2 separate regions of the Triticum aestivum genome follow, and region 2 is linked to region 1. A link is a contact called in public Hi-C data. All regions are on one chromosome and are shown on one strand. The core of a region is the stretch at or near the end of the contact, and the rest is flanking DNA. Distances in the headings are between cores, read along the strand shown.

Region 1 (4,531 bases), core at 547-3,046:
CGCTTGGTGGTTTTGTTTGTCCCCTATCCTCGACACGGGTCCTCGTCGTAAGCTTTCTGGTCAAAACTACACCCACATGGTTCCCACTCCACGGTCCAGAGCAAGAGGGCAGTGGGCTCTCTTCGGCGGTAGTTCGGTGGGGGCCTCTGTCATGAAACCCCATGCTTTTCTGTACGTGACGCAAGTTTGCTTTGGATCAGCTTCTTCGAAGCCTCTGGTTGTGGTTCCGCCACTCCTATGCTTTCGCTTCAGGCTGCAAGTGGGACTGTAGGTGGGAGTCCCACCACAATCCACCTAGTCCCAATACGGTTTGGTGTTAAAAAAGTGGGCACCCCACCAAAACTAACATAAATTATGTGGGACTAAGTGGGATCCCACTTAACAAATGCATTTGCAACTAAAAACATGGACTAAGAAGGAAAGAACCTGCTGTATTATCACAAATTGCCAGTTACAGACTACAAATTTTCTCTTCATGAATCAGTACATCTCTAATAGAAACAGAAGGGGGGAAAGTTAATTTTAGTAAATCTTGACTCTGAACTTGGAAGGAAAACAAACATCTGAATACATGAGCAATCCATCAGCATCTGAGTCTTGACTCTTAACAGAAAGAGAAACATGAATCGAGCCTGAATGAATCTGATGGACTACCTGCAGCCGATGACCTAGGGGTCGCGTCCGACCGGGGTAGAAGATGCGAGGCAGTGGAGACCGAAAGGACCTGAGTGCGAGGCGAAAGAGGATGGGATGTGGCGACGGCGTCCATCAGCAGCGGCGCTCGGAGTACCTCTGCTACGCTGCGGCGCCTCCCGAGTTGGAGAGAAGGGACCGGTGATTCTTGATGGGGACGGCGGAGCAAGGCAAAGAGGGAGAACGTCTGAGTCAGAGGAGGGGCAAGGTGTGAGGTGGTGGTGCGAGGAGTAGCCAAGAAGGTGCGGCGGCGAAGTGGAGCACCGCCGCCGCCTGGAATTTGTGCACTCGTGCGGCTTGCTCTATCCACTCTCGGCTGGGCACTCAAGGCTCAAGATTTTTTTTTTGAGACAAACTCAAGGCTCAAGTAAATAGTGGGTTATGGTGGGGTCCCAATGGGCTAATAGGGCTAGCCCACTTAATATTTTTCAAATCCAATGAGAGTCCACTAATGCTACTTAAGTGGGATGGGATAATTAGTCCCACTTAGTCCCACCTCCACCTGCAGCTTGAGTTCCGCTCATCGGTCTGTAAACTGGCATGTACGTATGTCTTGTACATTGTTGGTGCTTTAGCTTTGTTCTGTAGTTTTCTTTGATCCGCTTTGCAAGAGGTTTTTTTCTTTTTGAAACAACGCTTTGCAAGATGCTACCAGAGCTTTGCTCGCGGGGCCTGCTGGTCCACAAAACACTGGAAGTGCGCTGCGTCCTCCCCAGGAAACATCAGAATCCGACATGCATTGCCCAACCGCATGCTGATGGAAAATTCACGGGTAAAACAACCAATTGAGATTTCACAGCTTGAGGGGACGCATGCCGGCATGCGTGCTGCCGCTCACTCTTACGTCAGCGGAGTTAGGTCTCGCTGGGTTTGGCCAACGTCGACGAACTGGTCTTGCAAGTTGCCCTCTTCTTTTTGTCTTAAAACTACTGATCTACTGATATACACTTTGTTACTCTCGTTGAATTTACCACAGTAGACTGGTTCATCGCTGTAGGAGCAAGCCGCGTGCATGGTTCGCCAAAAATGAACCAATCTCGTAACCGGCATCTCGCCGTCCTCTTCTTTAAATGGATGATACGCATGCTATGCGTATTCGCCAAGAAAAAATGCATCAATCTTGAGCTGGGACTTCGTTATGACGCTGATGGGCAGTACGTTAGCGCAGATCCAGTCAAACTAAACTCCATGACAACTTGGCCAGTTGCATTTTCAGTTTTTAGGTGAGATGCAAGTTGCATTTCTTACATGATGAAAAGGCTACCTACTGATGAACAGAACGTTTTGTTTCATCCACATTGTTAATCCAGCGCCGAGGCCAAGTCAATCCAAATACTAAGTTGTGTTTCTCTGCTATATAACTACGTACAGAATCATGAACAGAAGTGCGTACACAATACATTTGTAGCAGAGAAACATAAACGCTTACTTTTTGCATGATCGCTTGCAAACATTGCAAGAACCCAAGAGTACCATGGTGATCAGCTTCAGTTGCTCAGCAAGTAGAAAACTGACGGGGATCTTGGCCTTGCTGTTCATGATGACCCGAGTCTATGGCCAGTCTACTTCGGGTGATGTGCCCCACTGCATTCTTTAGTTTACTTTGGAGTGCAATTTAAGAAACACTTCCCACTTTACTGAAGCCTTAGCGATAACATACTAGGAGTATTATCTACTGAATATCTAGTCACACCATCCATGATCTTGGTGTAGATCTTAAACTTGAAACACATGAAACTGATATAAATTCTCCTTGTGCAGGGTTCATAAGCATCGATTGCGGAAACAGACGCACCTACAACGACAGCACAACAGGAATACAGTACCATTCTGATCATGGATTTGTCGATGGTGGATTGAGCCACAAGATTTCAACGGAGTTCATGGCTGATGCCACGAATGAGCAACAAAAAACCTTGAGAAGCTTCCCTCAGAGCTCAAGGAATTGCTACACGCTGCCATCCGCCACTGGTAAGAAGTTTCTGGTGAGGGCCTTGTTTACTTACGGCGACTATGATGGGTTGAACAGTACTATGAGCGGGTCGCTTTTTCGGTTTGGGCTCCATATCGGTGTCAATTTCTGGGAGGCGGTGAACTTGACAAATTCAGATCCATCAAACACAATATGGAAGGAGGTGCTCACCGTTGCTCCTGGCAACAACCTGTCGGTCTGTCTGATAAACTTCGGTACAGGGACACCGTTCGTGTCTTCGTTGGAGCTGAGGCCACTGCAAGATGTGATGTACCCTTTTGTGAATTCTTCGGTGTCAATCAGCTACTTTAAACGGTTCAGATTTGGTAATGCCACTGAATATATCACAAGGTGAGACAAGACTGAGATCCATAATAATTTGGATTTGATCTTAATTATGCCTGACAATGGTTTATTTATTTATTTATTTGAGTGGTACAACGGTTTAAATTTGGTCTTTGTGTTTCCTGAATCCTTGCAATCACTTCTAATAAAAACTAATGTCTTTGTGTGGGATGCAGATATCCATTGGACCCGTACGACCGGTTCTGGGAGGCTTGGTTTTCCACTTACAAGGCCTACCCCTGGATCACCCTCAACACTAGCAATGAAGTGAAGAGGCTCCCAGGCAATGACGCCTTCCAGGTACCGCAAGCCATCCTCCAGAACGCCACGACCGTAGACACGAACAACACCTTTTACAGCGTTCGCGTGGCAGCAGGTCCCAACCTGGACCCAACGAACCTGCAGCTTCTCCCGATCTTCCACTTTGCCGAGGTCGTTGACAACAATCCGAATAGGTCCTTCAACATCTACAGCGGCGACGAATTGTTGTTCCCAGACTTCTCACCTTCGCGATCCCAGGTGGACAGCATGCACCAGAATGGGCGCTTCTTGCATAACCCCGCAGCCTCCTTCCTTCTGAACAAGACCAACAACTCGGTGCTCCCACCGCTCATCAATGCGTTCGAGCTGTACTCTCTAGTTCGGATGGATAACCTCACGACTGACTCCAATGACAGTAAGATATAATGTACTATACTGTGTGTGCATTACACATTTGCCATGCCTGTGGCACATTCCAAATATTATTTTTGGGGGGAAACAACAGGACTCTGTTGTGTATTTTTATTAGTTGTCAAATAAATGGTACAAAGCATAGTTCGGAAAGAAAATAAAAGAGCTATACAGACCTAGTTGAAAACAAACAAACAAGAAACACAAGATACAAAAGATACAACAGGGCAAACTAAGGATCAGATTCCAATTAGCATCATGCAGTTTATTCAGTAGGCTAAACTGCTCAAAGACCTCTGGCTCCCTGCTTTAAAACAAATGTTATTGCCTATCTAGACCTCTGAGATCCCTGACACCACTTGACATTGTCACGCTCTTCACCAAAGTAAGATAGAACAAGTTTAAAAAAAAAAAGAGAGAGAACAAGTTTAACCAACTGATTTAGCAATACAGTCGATTCCTGAGTAGGCCACCAAGATTAGAGAAATGAATCAGTGCATATTCAGTTCTACAAAAACATAATGCTTGCATACGGAATATTTTGGTAACCTCTTACGTTACAGTTTAAGCCTCTTTTAAAACATATAAGCCCCCATACCCAACATATACAACTTTTCTATTCCGTTCCAATTTGTTTCCATTGACCTTTTGCTATTGTAGTCAGTTACATCAAAGAAGTGAAGAAGCACTACAATTTGGCACAAATAAACTGGAATGGAGATCCATGCTCCCCAGGAGAGTATTCCTGGGAAGGTTTGATTTGCAGCTACCCTAAGAGCAATCAGAATCCAAGAATAATTGCAGTGTAAGAACTAAGAACTAAGAACAAAACCAGGACTTTACCATATA
Region 2 (4,542 bases), core at 772-3,271, 220 kb before region 1:
TCAGTACGACGCCAATGCCCTGCAGAGCGTGGTGGATCTTGCCATGAACTGCGTAGAGAGTGCAGCCATCGACAGGCCAAGCATGACCGAGGTTGTTTCAAGGCTAAAAGTGTTGTTGCCAACAACTCCAAGCCAGAAACAGTATGCTTCCCCGTCCTCCACGAAGTCCATGAATGATGAAATGCGAAAGCAGTTCCAGCTGTTGATTTCTGGAGAAGTCAACGACGAGAGCTCCAGCTCCTTCCAGTCTGGCTATACCAGTCGGATGACACAACTGGTCCCCTTATCTGGACGGTGAAAGGAAAATGCATGCGAGTTATTGTTGCGTCTGCTTAGACAAAGTTTGGTAGTTTGCTCAACTTGTCATGATTGGTTGTAGATAAACAGAAATCCAGTCATTTTGTTTCCATTTTCTGATCTTGCTTGTTGTTTGGATGAGGGGTAAAAGAATTGTGCAAACTTTGGTATTTTTGTTCAAGGAATTTTCAAATAGGATGTAGTCTTCTTCCATGTGAGAACTCGGTGATCTGTTAATTGGCACTCGCACATTAGGTTCCAGACCAAATTTAAAACAAGTTAAACACTGCAGCTTAAGAACTCGGCATTTTCATTACCCCCAATCCCCCATTCCCTCTTTGCAATGCTGTTGAATCGGATTAAAATACGCCCTCCTACTACCAAATCCTCTGAGCATTTCCCGAGTTGGAGCTACTACTGACTCTAGTAAGTATGAGCGAGTTGGCACCTGAGGTACGAAGAGGCTGATGCGAATGCAGGGGAAGAAATGCAACCGCATGACATACCTAACCCTCCTCGCCGGTCGCCCGCAGGCGGCTCCTCGACTCGGCCGCTTACTGCAGTGCCTCCTGGCCGAGCTCCGAGCTGTTGTGGCGGTGGCGGTGGCCTTGTGGAAGGGAAGGGGAGGGGGCGGGGCAAACCCGCGCCGTGCGTGAACCCATGGCCGCCACCCCCGACGGCGACGGCGACGGCAGAGGGCAATCTGGTCCCTCAAACGGAAAACGATGTGCAATCTGGTCCCCCGATCCCCAAATGCGAGAGTCGAGTCGGGTCGCGCGTGTAGGCCCCCTACCGCCCTGGCCTGGTGCCACCGCCTAGAATCACTCGTGTTTATCGGCTTGCCTCCGCGTGCGCCGCCAGCAGAGAGCGCGCGTGGCCCTGCCGACCGTGCGCCGCCGTTTCGCGGTGACCGCGGCCGGCACAGGGCGAGGAAGCCGTCGCCGTCCGCCGGGACGGCTTGTGCTTGCCGCCTTGTCGATAACCTGTGGAGTTGGTTGACGCGGTTTCTCGACGTAAGCGGGACAGGGGCACCTGCCCCAAACCAGATTGAAACCAAGTTCAGATCCCGAATATACATACAGTCGCCGCTCGCTCATGAATTCTACTTCTACCTGCCCTGCCCTTTGTTTGTGACGCGCGACCAAGTGCCATCCTCCACGTACGTGCTGATGAAACTCGATATTCATCATGGTAATAAAAATAATAAGCATCCTATTGACATTTGAGACCGACCGGCCGGCGGACATGCGTCCTCCGAACTCACACCCGGTCGTTCTTATATCGCCCTGCGAATCGGTCGGTCTAGCTGCCACTTGTTCCTTTTTTATCTGATGAGCCTTGTGGTGAAAGAAATTGATGCAACTTGCATCCATCTTATAAGAAAAGAAATTCCAGCTTGGCATGGAGGATAGGCCGCACGCCAAATGTCGCGGTGCTCTGCAGTCTTCCGTATGCGGCCAACGAACCGCTCGTCAGCCTGATAGCCAAGTCCCAACTCGGGCACAATTGTTTGTGTGGGCGGGCGAATCGGGCCTGCATGTCGCCCATATCTAAAGCCACGGACGTTGACGGTTCTCTGAACCAGTCTGGTGTGCTAGAGAAAACAAGTGCTGCGACCTGCAATTACCTACTGATGAGCAAAAAAAAATTGCTTTCTATACATTTGTTAAATTCAAGGCCAAGCCCAAGCCCAAGTCAAACTAAATACTCAAAACCCCAACAAACCATTACAAAAATATACCACATTGGTGTTTTCGCTGCTATATAGCTGCACAAGCCTTTTGTACCGGACGGTTGTTTCTTGCTTCCAAAAATTGCGAGGACTGGGCACAACCATGGCGATCAGCTTCGGTTGCTCGGCAAGTACAACGACAAAGCTGACATGGATCCTGGCGCTGCTGCTCATCCTGGTCACCATGATCCAAGTCCATGGCCAGTCTTCTACCTCTGGTAATACAATACTTCCAGCGTTTCCCTTCTACCCTGCACCTCTATTAGCTCTGCTCCATCTGCATGGAGAGTTCAGTTTACTTTAGCTTGCAACTTAAGAAGTTCCACTCTGAAATCTTAGATGTCAACAAATTCTTAGCTACCAAATACCTGGTCGCACATTCCATGATCATCTTAAACTTGAAACACATGAAACTGATACGTACTCTCCATTACGCAGGGTATGTAAACATCGATTGTGGATTCACAAACAGTAGTCCCTACAACGACACCCTCACAGGACTCGTGTTCCTTCCTGACCTTGAATTTGTCGATGGCGGTGCGAGCAACAATATTTCAGCAGCACTCATGGCTGATGCCGTATATGAGAACCAAAAGGTCTTGAGGAGCTTCTCTCATGGCTCGCGGAATTGCTACACGCTGCCATCCGCCGCTGGTAAAAAGTTTTTGCTGAGGGCTATGTTTACCTACGGGAACTACGATGGGCTGAACCGGACTACGGATGGGTCTCTGTTTCTGTTTGGACTCCATATCGGTGTCAATTTCTGGGAGGCGGTAAACTTGACAAATACGGATCCATCAAGCACAATATGGAAGGAGGTGCTCACCGTTGCTCCGGCCAACAACCTGTCGGTCTGTCTGATAAACTTCGGTACAGGGACTCCGTTCGTGTCTTCGTTGGAGCTGAGGCCACTTGAAGATTTGATGTATCCTTTCGTGAATACTTCGGTGTCAATCAGCTACTTTAGACGAATCAGATTTGGTCAATCCACTGAATTTATCACAAGGTGAGACAAGGCTGGCATCCATAGTAATTTTGGATTTGATCTTAATAATGCCTGACGATGCTTTTAAATTCGGCTGGCAAGCTCGGCACAACTAAAGTGATTGCCCCTTAATCTGTTTCCTGAAACCTGAAATTGCTTCTAACAAAAATTAATGTCATCTTAAGGTGACAAGAAAGTGGGTTTGTCAGTTGCCATAGCTGCTGCCTTTAAGTACAAACCAGAAAGTAGTTTATTGGGCTAGCTATTTACTTGTTCTCCCCTTGTCTTTGTGTGTGATCAAGATATCCATTGGACCCGTACGACCGGTTCTGGGAGGGCTGGTCTTTCTCCTACAACGCCTACCCCTGGATCGCCCTAAACACTAGCAATCAAGTAAGGCCGCTACCCGGTGACAAAGCCTTCCAGGTACCGGAGGGCATCCTCCGGCGGGCCTCAACCCTAGACGCAAATTTCTCCTTCTTCGAGATCAATGTGACAGTGGGTCCCAACCTGGACACCAAGAACCTGCAGCTTCTTCCCATCTTCCATTTTGCTGAGATCAACAGCAGCAACCCGAGCAGGAGATTTGACATCTACAGCGACAACGACTTGCTATTCTCAGACTTCTCACCGTCACGATTCCAGGTGGACAGCATGCACCAGAATGGGCGGTTTTTGAACAACCCTGCTGCGATCTTCCGCCTGAACAGGACACGCAGATCGAGGCTCCCACCGCTCATCAACGCGTTTGAGGTGTACTCGCTCGTTCGGATGGATAACCTCACCACTGACTCCGACGATGGTGAGCTCAGTGCATACAATGCACGTGCATTATACATGTATATGTGGCAGATTCACATGATCATCATGCAGTTTATTCACTTCTGTTCAGTAGAAAAAACTTGGATATGCAATAACTTTGCAACTGGTTAAGTTAATGTTTATATTCTTTTTAATACATATATATGAGCGCCCATAGCCAACATATACAGCTTTATTTATTCTGTTCATATTTGTTTCCATTGTCTTTTGGGTGTTGTAGTCATTTACATGAAGGAAGTCAAGAAACACTACAATTTGGCACGAATAAACTGGAATGGAGATCCATGCTCCCCAAGAGAGTATTCGTGGGAAGGTTTGACTTGCGACTACTCTAAGAGCAACCAGAATCCGATGATTGTCGCAGTGTAAGAAAATAACCAGGACTGTCCCATATTTACATTTTGGAACCTAAATATCACAATTCAATATGTTTAACCTTTGAAGCGCATTACATTAGCAAGAGACACTCAGTCACATATCTTACTGGCTAATATCTTGAAGACACAGTTAATTTAGTTGAAATCTTGAAAACATATGTAATTTAGTGTGAACCACAGAATGATACTTTAATAATCTTTAAAAAACAAGTTAGCTGAATGCTATCACTAAATTAATAGACCTGTATTAAAATGAGTTGTTTTGCAGAAATCTGTCTACCAGCGGACTGAAAGGTGGATTAGTCATATCATTCATGAACATGGTATCA

The links. Hi-C and Micro-C count contacts between places; a contact is called where the count stands out from the background.
Region 2: a contact with region 1 is called in a Hi-C map of leaf, with 3 times the contacts expected there. The contact joins the promoter of LOC123062372 here to the promoter of LOC123062370 in region 1. A contact is called at or near these places in 3 of 5 Hi-C or Micro-C datasets (all in leaf) and 1 of 1 datasets of contacts at active chromatin or transcription factors (leaf).

The regions. Positions count from the first base shown.
Region 1 is chr3A:582,029,649-582,034,179 of IWGSC CS RefSeq v2.1, reverse strand. It overlaps LOC123062370 (senescence-induced receptor-like serine/threonine-protein kinase), which reads left to right and starts at 1,796. Exons shown (of 12, transcript XM_044485852.1): 1 at 1,796-2,264; 2 at 2,455-3,016; 3 at 3,187-3,686; 4 at 4,343-4,487. The coding sequence starts at 2,168.
Region 2 is chr3A:582,247,348-582,251,889 of IWGSC CS RefSeq v2.1, reverse strand. It overlaps LOC123062372 (probable LRR receptor-like serine/threonine-protein kinase At1g51810), which reads left to right and starts at 2,021. Exons shown (of 12, transcript XM_044485854.1): 1 at 2,021-2,247; 2 at 2,468-3,035; 3 at 3,317-3,816; 4 at 4,057-4,201; 5 at 4,482-4,542. The coding sequence starts at 2,133. LOC123062373 (a long non-coding RNA gene) reads right to left here. Exons shown (of 2, transcript XR_006429642.1): 2 at 1,893-2,306. LOC123062374 (a long non-coding RNA gene) reads right to left here and starts at 1,420. Exons shown (of 3, transcript XR_006429643.1): 1 at 804-1,420. It overlaps LOC123062371 (senescence-induced receptor-like serine/threonine-protein kinase), which reads left to right. Exons shown (of 12, transcript XM_044485853.1): 12 at 1-510. The coding sequence ends at 298.